Linked DNA regions of Mus musculus: region 1 is linked to region 2. A link is a contact called in public Hi-C data. All regions are on one chromosome and are shown on one strand. Each heading gives the region's core, a stretch centred on a gene start, on an enhancer-like site or on the middle of the called end of the contact. The rest is flanking DNA. Distances are from core to core; before and after follow the strand shown.

The links. A called contact is a pair of places that touch in the nucleus more often than the background predicts.
Region 1: a Hi-C map of cerebral cortex shows a contact between it and region 2, with 2.2 times the contacts expected there. The contact joins the promoter of Tmem200a here to the enhancer-like site in region 2. A contact is called at or near these places in 1 of 39 promoter capture datasets (3T3-L1-derived adipocytes), 1 of 15 datasets of contacts at CTCF or cohesin (the NIH/3T3 cell line), 3 of 484 Hi-C or Micro-C datasets (Sertoli cells, cerebral cortex and forebrain) and 2 of 9 other capture datasets (adipose tissue and pancreatic islet).

The regions. Positions count from the first base shown.
Region 1 is chr10:26,075,813-26,082,489 of GRCm38.p6, reverse strand. It overlaps Tmem200a (transmembrane protein 200A), which reads left to right and starts at 3,527. Exons shown (of 3, transcript NM_001358814.1): 1 at 3,527-3,654; 2 at 4,171-4,352. Gm9767 (predicted gene 9767) reads right to left here and starts at 4,235. Exons shown (of 1, transcript NR_028030.2): 1 at 3,043-4,235.
Region 2 is chr10:26,033,370-26,039,660 of GRCm38.p6, reverse strand. The region is part of intron 2 of Tmem200a (transmembrane protein 200A); the gene reads left to right. Among named protein-coding and RNA genes, the nearest start is that of Gm9767, 42 kb to the left of the region's middle. Within about 2 kb of position 4,475, at least 24 of the 459 cell types and tissues checked have an H3K27ac peak or open chromatin away from gene starts, as enhancers often do. A contact at or near this core is called in Sertoli cells and cerebral cortex, where this site is marked.

The sequences.
Region 1 (6,677 bases), core at 2,278-4,777, 44 kb before region 2:
TGGAGGATGATATATGCAGGTCTGCTGCAAGGCAAATTAACTGTGTCCCAAATTCTGAAGTACACGCCTAACCAATAACTATTGAGTATTACTGTCTTGCAAAATGTGGTTTGAGAGGGCTTTGCAACTGTAAGATCTCAACTATGCTATATTCAAAGATGTCAAGGACAGATCACACTACGCGGCCAGGCACCAACCATCAAGGCCTGCTTCAGCACCACGGACAGCATAACAACAGGCACAGGATGCTGTATTATCCACTATTTGTGTCAGTTCCCTATTTTCTGTAAACAGACTCTAATCACAACATACATAATGTGTGTGTGTGTGTGTGTGTGTGTGTGTGTGTGTGTGTGTGTGTGTGTTAAACTATGTGGGTTGTTGCTGACCATGTGGTGGTTGTCCAGTTTACAAGTGCGCATCTGTCTAGAGGGAAGAGCTGGAACCTAATGAAGAAAAATGTGTCCCCTTAGCGATTTTGTACCCCTCAGACATGAAGATTCTAATCAGCTTATTATCTTTCACAGAACTTATGCTGAACTTATAAGTTATAAAGCACCTAACTGCAAGCATGTTATTGACACCATAAGGGGAGTAGCACTGAGAGGGGCGTAGCACTCTTGATTGTGTGTTTCTTGAACACACTAGTCACATCTGCTGCTGCTGCTATTGCTGCCGCCACCAAATCATCTAAACAGTGAGAGTCACTGAGACATGGTAAAACAATATGAGGAAGCACCATTTGGAGTCAAGAGGACACAGAGTACATGCGGACCATTAAGTTCCATATTCCCATGTCCTTTCCCCCCTCCTTTACATTTCTTCTGTTTACAATTTTATTTCAAGGAGAAAATCAAAAAGGACATTTTCTCATTTGACTTTCTCTTTCTTGGCCCCTGCTTTGAAATGTAACAGGGCTGCCAGAGCTGTAGCGCAGGGGCTTTCAGACTATCTATCAGTTTCACAGTATGGTCAAAGTCATTCAGGCCAAAGTTTAACAAGGAATCCCCTTTCCATTTCTGATTTCATGTTCATGCTGGGGTCCTTCTTCTGAGGTCCGAGGACAATACAGTCTGTGTTTGTGGCAAAAGCGGGTTAATTTCACCCAAACTGTCTAGTAGTTTTTCCTCATAGCCTTATATCTGATCTACTTAAAAATACCTTGAAGGACTGGAGAGATTGATCAGTGATTAAAAGCACTTGGTGCTTTCCCAGAAGACTCAAGTTCAGTTTCTAGTACTCACGTTGGGCATCTTATAATTACATGTAACTCTAGCTCCTGCAACCTGGCCTCCTTGTCCTACTCCCACGGACACCTGTACACATACAGGCTCACAATATACATGTTATTTTTAATTGTAAAATCCCAAGTATCATACTTTTTCATTCCAGAGTATCTTTGCTTAATCCATTAAAATTCCTTGCCCCTCAGCATTCCTTGCTTGTATATTTATACTGTACTAGGTGAAATGCTGACCTTCATGGAAATATTTTCTCATTACTTCTTTATATCAGAGGGAAAGTTCTCTTTCCTTTTATTCCCATAGCATTAAGCAAGTTTGGTGAGTGGGTGTGTGCTCAATCGAATGTACTGAATATATAACAAGCCAGAAGAATTTCATATATTATTTTAACTTATAATAATGTTAGGTATTTTTTCTGCTTAAGAAACAAGAGAAATTATACTCAAAAGTCCTTCAGGCTTCAATTAGAGAGAACAGTGCTTTCTCTTTATTCTGTACTCATGTAACATTTAGAATGGACTTGTTTTAATGGAAACTGTATACATCTCAAAACAGCAGACTCAAAAATAATTACGTGTAAAACACAGGTAGCTTTTACCCCCCAAATAGGGAATAGTTGATTCCCATCCATTACACCAGAGTGGATATAAAGCCACTAAATCCAAAATCCATTACTGACATGATATGCTCACTGGGCTCTTTCCAGATGGAAAATATTGGCCATTAGCAAAGATTAAATAATTTACCTGAGCTTGCCTGGAACACTAAGAGCCAGAGGGGGACTGATGAATATCTTCTTGGGAGGTTGCTTAGACTATAGAATGGCAGATAACCCTCAATTTACAAGGCTATTTACTACTGAATTTTTCTGACTAGTAGTAATTATTTTAAAAATAAAATATGTTGATGATGTTATCTAGTTCACCTTCTTCCTTCTTCTTTGACTGAATAACTGGAATATAAGTTCAGATTGGTAATTGTGATCAGTGGTGATAAGAATGAGTCTAGATCTTTTCCCGAAGTCTTTCCTCATCAGCCTCTCTTTGAAGACTGCCTGGACATGTGATGCCTGTGATGTCTGGATTGCCATTTTAAATGTTTCCCTGTACATTGTAGACACTGTGCTACATTAAAAGAGCAGGATGGGAGGAACCTATTACCCACCCCTTTACAAGTCAGGAAGGCTTGCTAGGAAGTGTGTTCTCTTGGGAGCTTTGAGGAGAAAGGAAGAGTCAGGGCATTCTTGTACAACGAGTAGAACCTTACTAGGCTCACACGATTAATAAGGTTCCTTGACAAATGTGCTAGAAAACCTCAGAGAACTGATCAAATGGCTTTGGGCCAAGAGAACTAGCCACATGAAGGTGGAAGGAAAAGAAAACCACAGATGGCTTACAAGGTGACTCATTTCTCCTACCCCATCCCATCTACTTTCTTTCTTTTTTTCTTTTTTTTTTTTTTTTAAGCATTTGGTCCTGAAATTTCAGAAAAAGTATTTAACCTCCATACTGAAGCAAGATTTTTTTTTTAAAACCACTATTGCCCGTTTTTACAGTCTTTCTCCATTGCCAGTGTCATCTTAATGACCTGTCTGGCCTCTACGGGTTGCCTTATTTTCTTGAGTCTAGATTTTTTCCCCACAGAATCCAGTAGCTGACACATTGAAATAGATACACACCAGAGCAGAATATTTGCCTCTTGCCTATGAGTTAAAAAAAAAATCCAAGAAACTCATGGATTTACAAAACCATAGCTCAGCTACGGTTGCTGTACACTGCACACTCCAACGCAGTAATTTGAATACGAAACTTTATTTACTGACTTGATCTTCAGCCAGAGTGGGCGCTTTGGTCCCTTGCAGAATTGCACGTGACTATTATTTCAATTATTTCATTCTATGGACAGGACATGTTTTTTTTTTTCTCACTGATAATTTTTGGTAACTTGAAGCCTTCATTGGATTTGATATCTGGAGCTTAGCCTCAGACTCATCATCTTAGGATACAATTAGCCCCTGCCCCTCACAACCCCATGCCCAGAACCCTTCCCAACCAGTCTGCTCTACTGGAACTAACTTCCCAGCAGCTTAAACCCTCTGAGGGCTAGGAGTGCAGTATCTCTTGGGGGTCCAGGTCTGACTTTGTTAGCACAGCACTCGTGCAGCCGCCAGGGGGACCCCGACCCTCCCAGGCTGCATCTGATAAGAAAGCATCCGAGGGGCGTGGAACCGAGGGGCCTATGGATCCTTCTTCCAGAAAATACAGAGTCCGCCGGGGATCCCCAGTTCTTATTGAGACAGGAGGGGCAGGTATCTCCCGTTCTGGAACTCGCGTCCGACGGTGATGAGAAGCGAGTGGGTGTGTCCGCTTCCGCCCGCTGGCCTTCAGATGAAGCAGATCGCCTGGAAGCGGTACTTTGTTCCCCAAATGGGTTTTGTATGGGCGCCATCCCGGCGCTAGAAGTACAACTTTGCAGCCAGGGCGCCGGGTAGCTGGGTTGGGGTCCGGGGGGAAGGGTGGGTCCTGCACGCAGCTCTTGCACAGCTTGGCGACTGGGCCGGCGGAGTTCCCACGGGTCGTGGGCGGCGGTGCGATTAGCACCGTCTGGGTCCCCGGCTGCTGGCGACGCTCCGGGAAGCCCGTCCCGCCCTCGCCCCCGATCCTCCTCTTGGCGGCTTCGGGGGCTAGAATTCATCAGGAACCAAGCCCAAAACTTTCCCTCGAGCCCCGCATTCCTTTTGTCTTTCTTGGCGGCGGCGGAGACGCCTTAGCTGCGATCTTTTGCCCTGGCCTCGGTCACCGGTACCCTAGAAGGATAGGGGCTGCGCTCGTCCGATGGCGGCGGCCGCGTCCCCCAGATGCGCGAGTCAGGGCGCCCGCACCCCGGCCTGACTCATCTTCCTTTGGTGACCGCACCGCGTCCTCAGCCGGAGCCCCACGGGGATGGGGAGTGAGACCGTGGCTGCCCGCAGCTGCCCAGATTCCTCCTGACGCCCCCGACCCCGCCGCCTCCCTCGCTGGTCCCCGGAGGCGCACGCTGTCGCGACAGCTGTGAGAGCGAAGAGCCCGGAGAGGCCACCGGAGCCCCGAGACCAGGCGCTCAGGACAGGTGAGTGGACCACCAGGGTGCTGCGGGGCGTGCAGAGGTGGGTGGGCGAGCCCTGCAGCTGTACCCCGGGTTTCTGAAACCCCTTCTCCTCCCCTCCGCTTTAGCCCGCAGAGTTAGGGGAAACAATGACTCCCAAAGTTTGGGGGAATGAACCAAGTCCTCCATCAGTTCCAGACTTCTTGGTCTCCAGAGTACAGGAGAGGTGGTGCGGGGCAGCCTGTGAGCAGCCGGCTTCTGAGAGCGCCTGGCTTCGCGTCTTGGAGCTACACCCTCCTTTGTCTAAGGTTCCAGAGTCAGCAATCTTTGTGAGGGTCTACGGCGTTAATTTATGGTAGACAAAAGTGTGAACAGGGTTCCCTAGATCAGTATTTCAGTGTGATCCTACCTGCATAAGCAAAACGAAGAGGGGTAATTGTCTATAGGCTTCAGCACGACTCTCCTCCCCACAGACTGCCTAAGAAAGGACTCGTAAGATTTGCTTCACTAATTGTTTTGCAATAATTGCGTGTTCACGCCAACACTATGCATTATGAAGGCTTGGGCATTCTATGTTTGCTGCTTTTGTTATTTTGGAATGTGTGTGTGTGTGTGTGTGTGTGTGTGTGTGTGTACACGAAACAATTCATTTTTTACCCTAGGCATCGATAACGTCAGAAGAAAAGACAAATATGTAGATATAGTTAAGTAACTAGAATCATTCCCCATTTGTTAACTATATGCAGATATAAATGAGCTAAAGGTTCAGTCCCTGTGTTTTTCAGTCTGGTGTTTTTCAAAACTAAGTAACCCTGGCTTACCTGGTCTTTTTTTTTTTTTCTGAAGACCTTCAGTGGTTGACAGCAGATACCATTTCAAGAATCGGTAAATGCAATTTGTATTGAACTATTTCCTTCTTGAAGTCAGACGAAGTTGCATAGCGTTTTGTGCATAGATGGTACCCGAGGTGCTAATGCTCTTTCCTTTATCGGTGTGCCATTCGCTGCGTGATGAAAACATGAAATGACCTTTGGTTTCTTACTTGACTGTTGGCACCACGGCATCTTACTTTGACTGAAAAGTAGGCTGCATCTTAAAACTTTTTAAGGCTCACTTTATTTCCATGCTGCTGTTTGCCCACACTGGAGCATCTGCTGGTAGTTTTGTGCCTTTCAAACAGCTGAAATGAGGAACCCGTGCACTTCTAAAAGGAAAACAGTGCTTCCAAGAAGTGGAAACTGACCCTTAATACTTCATGCAATTTAATGCTGCATTTTGAAGTTTAAAAAATATCTACTAAGGTGTTAATAACTTTTCTTTAACATTTCCACTAGATACCTCATAATTATGAGATAATTTGTAACCAGGGCTATAATTATCTTTGTATCTAGGCTGGGAAAGCCTTCAGTAAGGAGAGAGCTGCTGTGTAGGAAGGCTCAGAATGATAATTCCAGGGGATTGGCACAGAGTGACTTAACCTGTTGCTTCCTAGGCCTGTCTAGGTAAAAACAAAATGTCCATATGACACTTGGAATCAGAAAGAGTTGGACACCCAGGAGCGTCACTGTGAGAACAGTTGTTGTCCTTGTCATTTTAAGATAGTGCAATTTTTAGAGATGCTTTTGAATGTGCCAAGAGTTAGATTGCTACATTTGGACTTTTATAGTTTCCAGACTTTGACAATGGCTTTTTGGATGTAAAGTCGACTTCTGACATCTGGAGCAGCAAATCTGAACTGATTGGCTAACCTTATTCTCACCAAGACGGCATAAAGAATAAATAAAGGAATTCACGTGTTGCTGTGGAAATAAGAACCTGAACAAGCACATGTCACCTGACATTTCTTAGGAAAATGGGATTTAAAAATGTATTCACAGGAAGGTGATGGTCCTTACCTTGTTTATGAAACAGAATGTAGGATTTAAAAGATGAGGCAGTTTAAAAATAAAGTTTATGAAGTGTTTCTCTCCCTAAATAGTAGACAGTGCAGGCAGTAGTTATGAAGCAGAGACTATTAAGAAAAAGAACTTGTGTAAGGGGCAGATAAACAAATCTGAGATGAGAAGAATTCTTTAAGTTTTCCAGGTCTATGACACTCGTAGTTTTATCAAGTGCCTGTCCCTGGACTGAAGGTGGGCTTTGTCTGCTAGTGTCTGAGTGCCCAACCACTCAGAACACAATGGTGAACACTTACTGAGATGTTCTGCAACAGTGGACACCCAGCAGGAGCTAGGCTAGTGAGGAAGAGTCTGGTAAACACCAGATTTCGATGTGAGGTGAACACCGGGAGACAGGTGCAGACTCAAGGCCAGCAGATCCCAACTGGCACTGCTTGAAGGTTGTCATCTT
Region 2 (6,291 bases), core at 3,226-5,725:
GGTCTCTGTCAGCTTACCCTCATTACGGATTTCTGGGCCACCACACCATAGATTGTTTGTTACCAGTAAGTCTTTGTTGTAGGGGCATGTCCTCTGCCTCACAAGGTGCTTAGCTGTGCTTCTGAGCTTTGCCTCCTAGATAACAGAAGTGGCCTCTGGGAGTGAAATTTCCCAGGCTAAGGATCACTGCATGCTGCAGGGAGTCACTGCTTTGTGATGGAAAACTGGATTTGCCTAGTTCCCTTCCTACCAAACTGCCATCCTTCAGAGTAGCATTGGATCTTCTGGAGTCACAGCCACTGCTTCTGAATAGTACAAAAGCAAAGGATATGAAAAGAGAAAGCCAGGTGTAATGGGTCATAACTATTGTGAGTTCAAGGCCAGTTGGGGCTACATGATGAGTGTCTTAGTCAGGGTTTCTATTCCTGCACAAACATCATGACCAAGAAGCAAATTGGGGAGGAAAGGGTTTATTCACCTTACATTTCCATACTGCTGTTCATCACTGAAAGAAGTCGGGACTGGAACTCAAGCAGGTCAGGGAGCAGGAGCTGATGCAGAGCCATGGAGGGATGTTCTTTACTGGTTTGCTTCCCCTGGTTGCTCAGCCTGCTCTCTCTTATAGAACCAAGACTACCAGCCCAGAGATGGTCCCACCCACAAGGGGCCTTTTCCCCTTGATCACTAATTGAGAAAATGCCTTACAGTTGGATTCCATGGAAGCATTTCCTCACTCTTTCTCTGTGATAACTCCAGCTGTGTCAAGTTGACACAAAACTAGCCAGTTCAATGAGACTCTCAAAAATCTAACATGCTGGGCCAGGGAGGTAATTGTGCTGCTGTTAAAGTGCTTTCCCTGCAAGCAGAAGACCTGTGTTTGACTCTCAGAACCCAGATTTAAGGAGTAAGAGGACAAGAGGAAGACGAAGAAAGGAAGGAAGGAAGGAAGGAAGGAAGGAAGGAAGGAAGGAAGGAAGGAAGGAAGGGAGGGGAAGGAAGGAGGGAAGGAAGGAAAGAAGGAAAGAAGGAAGGAAGGAAGGAAGGAAGGAAGGAAGGAAGAAAGAAAGAAAGAAAGAAAGAAAGAAAGAAAGAAAGAAAGAAAGAAAGAAAGAAAGAAAGAGCGAGCCAGGCATGGTGGTGTTCACTCGTAATCCAAGAGCTGGTAAATAAGATACAGACAGATCCCTGGAGCTCCCAGGCTGTCCACCCTTGCTTAATAGGGAGCTCTAGGCCAACAAGGGACTCTATGTCACAAGAACAAGATCAGCAGCTCCTGAGGAGAAAATCCCAAAGTTGACTTTCAGCTTCTACACGTATACACCCATGCATGCATCCTTACCCACATAAAAATGCACTCAGGCACACACACACTCACACACACACACACACACACACACACACACGTATGGAGATAGGGAAAAAATGAAGTACTTCAGAAATAAATTGGTTATGGAAATTTTATTAGTCCATTCTATGCATTGTTGTTTTCTTCAGAGCCAGGTATTAATCATAAGCTCAGGTGTTCTCTTCCTGAAGGCATGAATGCTACCATCTTCTCGGATCAGATTCTCTCTTCCCCATGCCCCATGATTGAACAGTTATGCCCTTGTTCTTTCAAAGTGGAAGGTAATCTGAGCCCGAATGCCTGAGACCTTCAAGTCTTCAAGGCTGAGATAATTAGCCTAAACAACTTTCTGCTCAGGGACTGCAGCAGCCACCTAGAACCATAGTCTTCTGATATACATCTCCAACTAGGATGCTCCTGTAACTGCCAGGATTATGTTTCCAGTCTGTTAGAGAGCTCTTCAGAATTTCCTAAGTTCAGTGTACATAATGAACTCACCATCTTCTTCAGGATTCGTTCTTCCTAGGGATGGTGTAGGATGTTAGTGTCAGGATGGTTCTTTGCCACTCATGATAACCCCACAACTCAGCCACTCTCTTTGCTTCATTTTTCTTATCAGACAAGTGGATACTGATCTGCCTGGGCTGTTGTGAAGATTAAATCAGGCAAAACACGTTACATATATGAGGTAATGTATGTGACTCACTTAGAAGACTGTCCAGCCTGCATCTTAAGTGGTGGACACAATTATTATCTAAACTCATGCTTTAATAAGATACCCTATTTTCCTTCTCTCTCTCTCTTTTTTTAAATAAAGAACCCCTATCTGTGATTTTAACACAAAATGACCAACCTTTATTCATCTCAGCTGCCATGTCTTCACGTTGTCCATGCCATGGCCAAGCTTATCACAGTAGCTGATTAACCTGTCTTTTGTCTCTCGGTACCCATTCCACTTATCTTTTGTCTTGGTTGTTTAGAAGGTTTTGGTTTTTTGTTGTTGTTGTTTGTTTGTTTGTTTGTTTGTTTGTTTTGTGTTAGTATCTCTTAATGGTTTCTAGTGTCACTTCCTAACCTGTGTCCTCCTTATCTTCTGGTCTTACCATAATTAATATCCCAGCGTGCTTAGCAACTTAAATCTCATCATGCTATGTCTCCTTCTCTGTAACACCCATCCCTTCTTACTCATCCTTCTTTCCTATACTGGTTCACATCTGCCTATCTTTGAGACAGAGCTCCATCATCCCCTAATCCTAGAAGAAACACCTACCCATGCTGCTCTAATCTCATCATTCCAGGGTGTGTCAAACCCCTCACAATGCTGACGTATGCCACACAGTGTGTTTTCTAACACCAGACATAACTCATCTTTCTTGACTGTGCTTGTCAAACTAAGCTCTGGGTTACAGACACCCCATTCAGTTTGGTTTCCACAGCTGGTGCTTCATAACTAACAGTTGAATGAAGCTTGGACTCAACAGGACAGAACCAGGCTGTATGACCTGACAAAAGGTAGGCACAAAAGGTTAGAACAAGCAGATGTACCTCGCCAGCAGAAGTACACCTTGCAATGGCATTGTAAACATTTGTCTTGGAGAGAACCGGAGGATCCATAAATTCATATTTAGATGTGTGTGGCTAAGATCCAGTGAGATCAGATATAGTAAGAACTGAAGGGCAATCAAGGTAATAGAGAAAGGAACACCAAGGAGATTGGATAGTAAGTCATCGTCATCTTATTCTCGTTTATTGTCCTTCAGGAAAAAAAAAAACACAATTCTGAGAGCAATATCCAAAGGAGAGAAAAATCAATTCCAATGATGGAGTGCTATTTTTAAAGGTATATACCTAGTGGAATTCTCAGTGGAATTGAGATTAAATAATTTTTCAACAGTGAATGCCATGGTTTGTAGGTCAGAAGTGACCAGCTATGCACAGAAGCAGTGTGTGCTGAGCAGGTGTTGTTTTATACCAGTCTGTGGGCCTCCAGTGCCACTGCACCTGTGTGGAAGGACCCAGGGGTTACGTGCAGCAGACGGCACTGCCTCCCATCACGTTGCCTCAGAAGGCTGTGCTTTGTCATTTTCTATATACAAACAGTGTTTAGACAGGGCTGCTGCTTAGAACAACGGTCTCAAAGAACAACAGTTCTTCCCTCAGGTGGGTTCTTTTTCAGAATTGTCATGTAAAACAGGGAAACAGTTTACAGCTTTTTTTTTTTTTTTTTTTTAAGGACTGAGATGACTTGACCATCTTTAGCTGAAACCCTAGTTTGTTTGTTTGTTTGTTTATTTACTTATTTTATCTGTTTATTTATTTTTATTTTTTATTACAACTTCTTCCAAGAGTTACGTGGGGTTTGGTCCAGGGAATATATTTCACTTTGTCCAGATGTCTGAGTCTATTTTTTAAAATTATACTTGATAACCCTGGGATGCCCTCAGTTGTCAGGACTTGCCTAGCATGCTTGTCTAGCGTGTATGAAGCCCAGTGCTCCACCCGCAACATCCACACACTTGTAATCCCAGCACTCTGCAGGTGGAAGGTCAAGGTCACTTTTGCCCTAAATATGGAAGCCATCCTGGGCTCTCAAGTCAACATCTCAAGCCACACTAACATCCACATGCACCAGTTATCCAGGAGACTCCCACCTGGCCTTCTGAGTGAGGACTCTTCTCCCTGTCTTAATCTGACAGGCTAGTACTACACATAGATCTTCATTAGATTAGAATAACAGGTGGCTTTCAATTCCCAGTGTTTATACACTGCTTTGCTATTGGTGTAAAATAGCAGCCATGCAGAACACCACCTATAATTAGTGATTCAATTAACTGTACTCGAATCTGTGTTCTCCTAACCACCATTAAGGTTTAAGATGGGTGTTCATTTCTCAGAAGCCCCAACCCAGATCCTGCCATTGACACTGAAAGCTGGAGACCATAGGAACTTTGCTCTAGGACTGATCAGAGCTGGTGAGCTGGTGTTTCACAACTGTCATATTGAAATTCCCTTCCGCTCCCACAGAAGGGAACACTAACTAACTTCTGCCAGTGGGATCCTGCCTGCCGGGAACTGGAAGGCAGCCCTGGAAATGCTCAACACATCAAGGATGAGGGAGCTTTCTCCTCTTCACTTCTGCTCTGGCAGAGGCTTGGGTAATGGCAGGGGCACCCGCCTCCGCACAGGCTGCTCTGGGAGGTGGGGGGATTCCTCCTCTATCTTCCAATTACCAGCTCTTCTCTATGTGGGAGGACATTTTCTGGCCAAGGATTCTCCTCTGGTCTTCCTGCCTGGCTGATAGCACCCTTGCTAATTTACATTTTTGGCAGCCTGCTTGTGTTTGTTAAGATGTGCAAAGGCTCATGCAAAGCACTGACGTGAAGATTGGCTTCTGAGAGGTCCAAGATGTTGGAAGCTCTCTGTTAGGAATAGAGGTTCCTACAGGAGGAGAAGAGGGGATGGTGCCTAGGCGGCACCTGCCTTTTCACAAAAAAGTCTCAAGGCCCTGGAGTGGTTCAGAGCATCCTAAACTGCTATGATGATAAACTTTCAGAGTTCATGTGATGCACTGTAATTTCCCAGCTGTGGGAATTTAGGAGAAATGATTAAATGATTTGCCCAAGGCCACAGAGCAGGCCAAGGCCAGAATCTTGGTCTATTTTGTGTAAGGTTCATATCTCTAAACACTTTGGAAGTAGTAGATACTTGAGTGTGTGTGTGTGTGTGTGTGTGTGTGTGTATGTGTGTGTTTATACACACACATATGCTACACATCATATATATCATATATATCATTTATATTTGGTATATGTATGATCTATATCATATACATATTATATATTTTGTATATATTATGTATGATATATATATGATATATATGATATATTGACTTTCTGCATATACAATGCAGAAACTCTTTTATGTACAATAAAAGAAATACAGATAAACTATGCAGCTATGCTGGTTGCACTTGTTCTAATTATCTCACCTAGGTTGCGCTGCCCAGAAAAGGGTCACTTGAGAAGCTGCCCCCTTTCCCGAGTGGTTAGAACCCTTAACGGAGATGTCAGCCAGCTAAAGCATGTCAAAATCAATCTGTAATTTCGAAGGCTGTGGAAAAGCGGTTCTGATCGCCTGCCGTGGACAGTCTGTTCCATTATACAGGCTGAAACATTAATAGCAGATTTGCAAAGGCAAACTCAGGAAGAGCAGATCTCACTATGGTTTCTTCAGAGAGAAAGATTACGCAAACAATCAATTTGAATGTAAGAGGCACTAAAAATATGCCATGTCCTGCTTGAGAACCTTCTGTAGTCAAGCAACCTTTTAAAACTTCTTATTAAGCCTGCTATTAGAAAGTGTTTGATTTTTCTAAAAATAAATAAAATGTAAAAAAAAAAAAGTGAAATTTCAACTGATAGCAATTGCTTTTGGTTGGCTGGTTCGATTGCAGAGGTGAAGAGGATAGAATAGGCTATGCCCATCTCCCTGTCTTGATTGCACCCAGGAAGGTAACAACAGCAGATGGAAACCTGATCTAATCAAAGGCAGACATTACATTTAATAGAAGTTTGAAGCACTGAGACAGTAGCGTTTTGACTTAAGACAATCATGGCATGACAGTGGTTCAAAAGAAGACAGAAACAGACATCCACCTTGTCAGGAAGACGTTAATGGCTAAGGCTTGGCACTTGAAAATTCCACCTTTCTGTCTGGAGCAAATACGAAGATAATGAGAAAGGACATTTGATATTGAAATAATCTTAAAGAAAGGTTCTCTCTCTCTCTCTCTTTTTTTCTCCCTTGCTTAAAAGTAACAACCAAAACTTAAATGTTTTCTTTCTGATTCTTCATTTATTAAACTTGTACTTCCTACTTTTGTGAATATGAGTTAAGTTGTACCCTGCAGGTAGTGGAGTTTCTGAAAAGTTGGTAATTATTCAAGA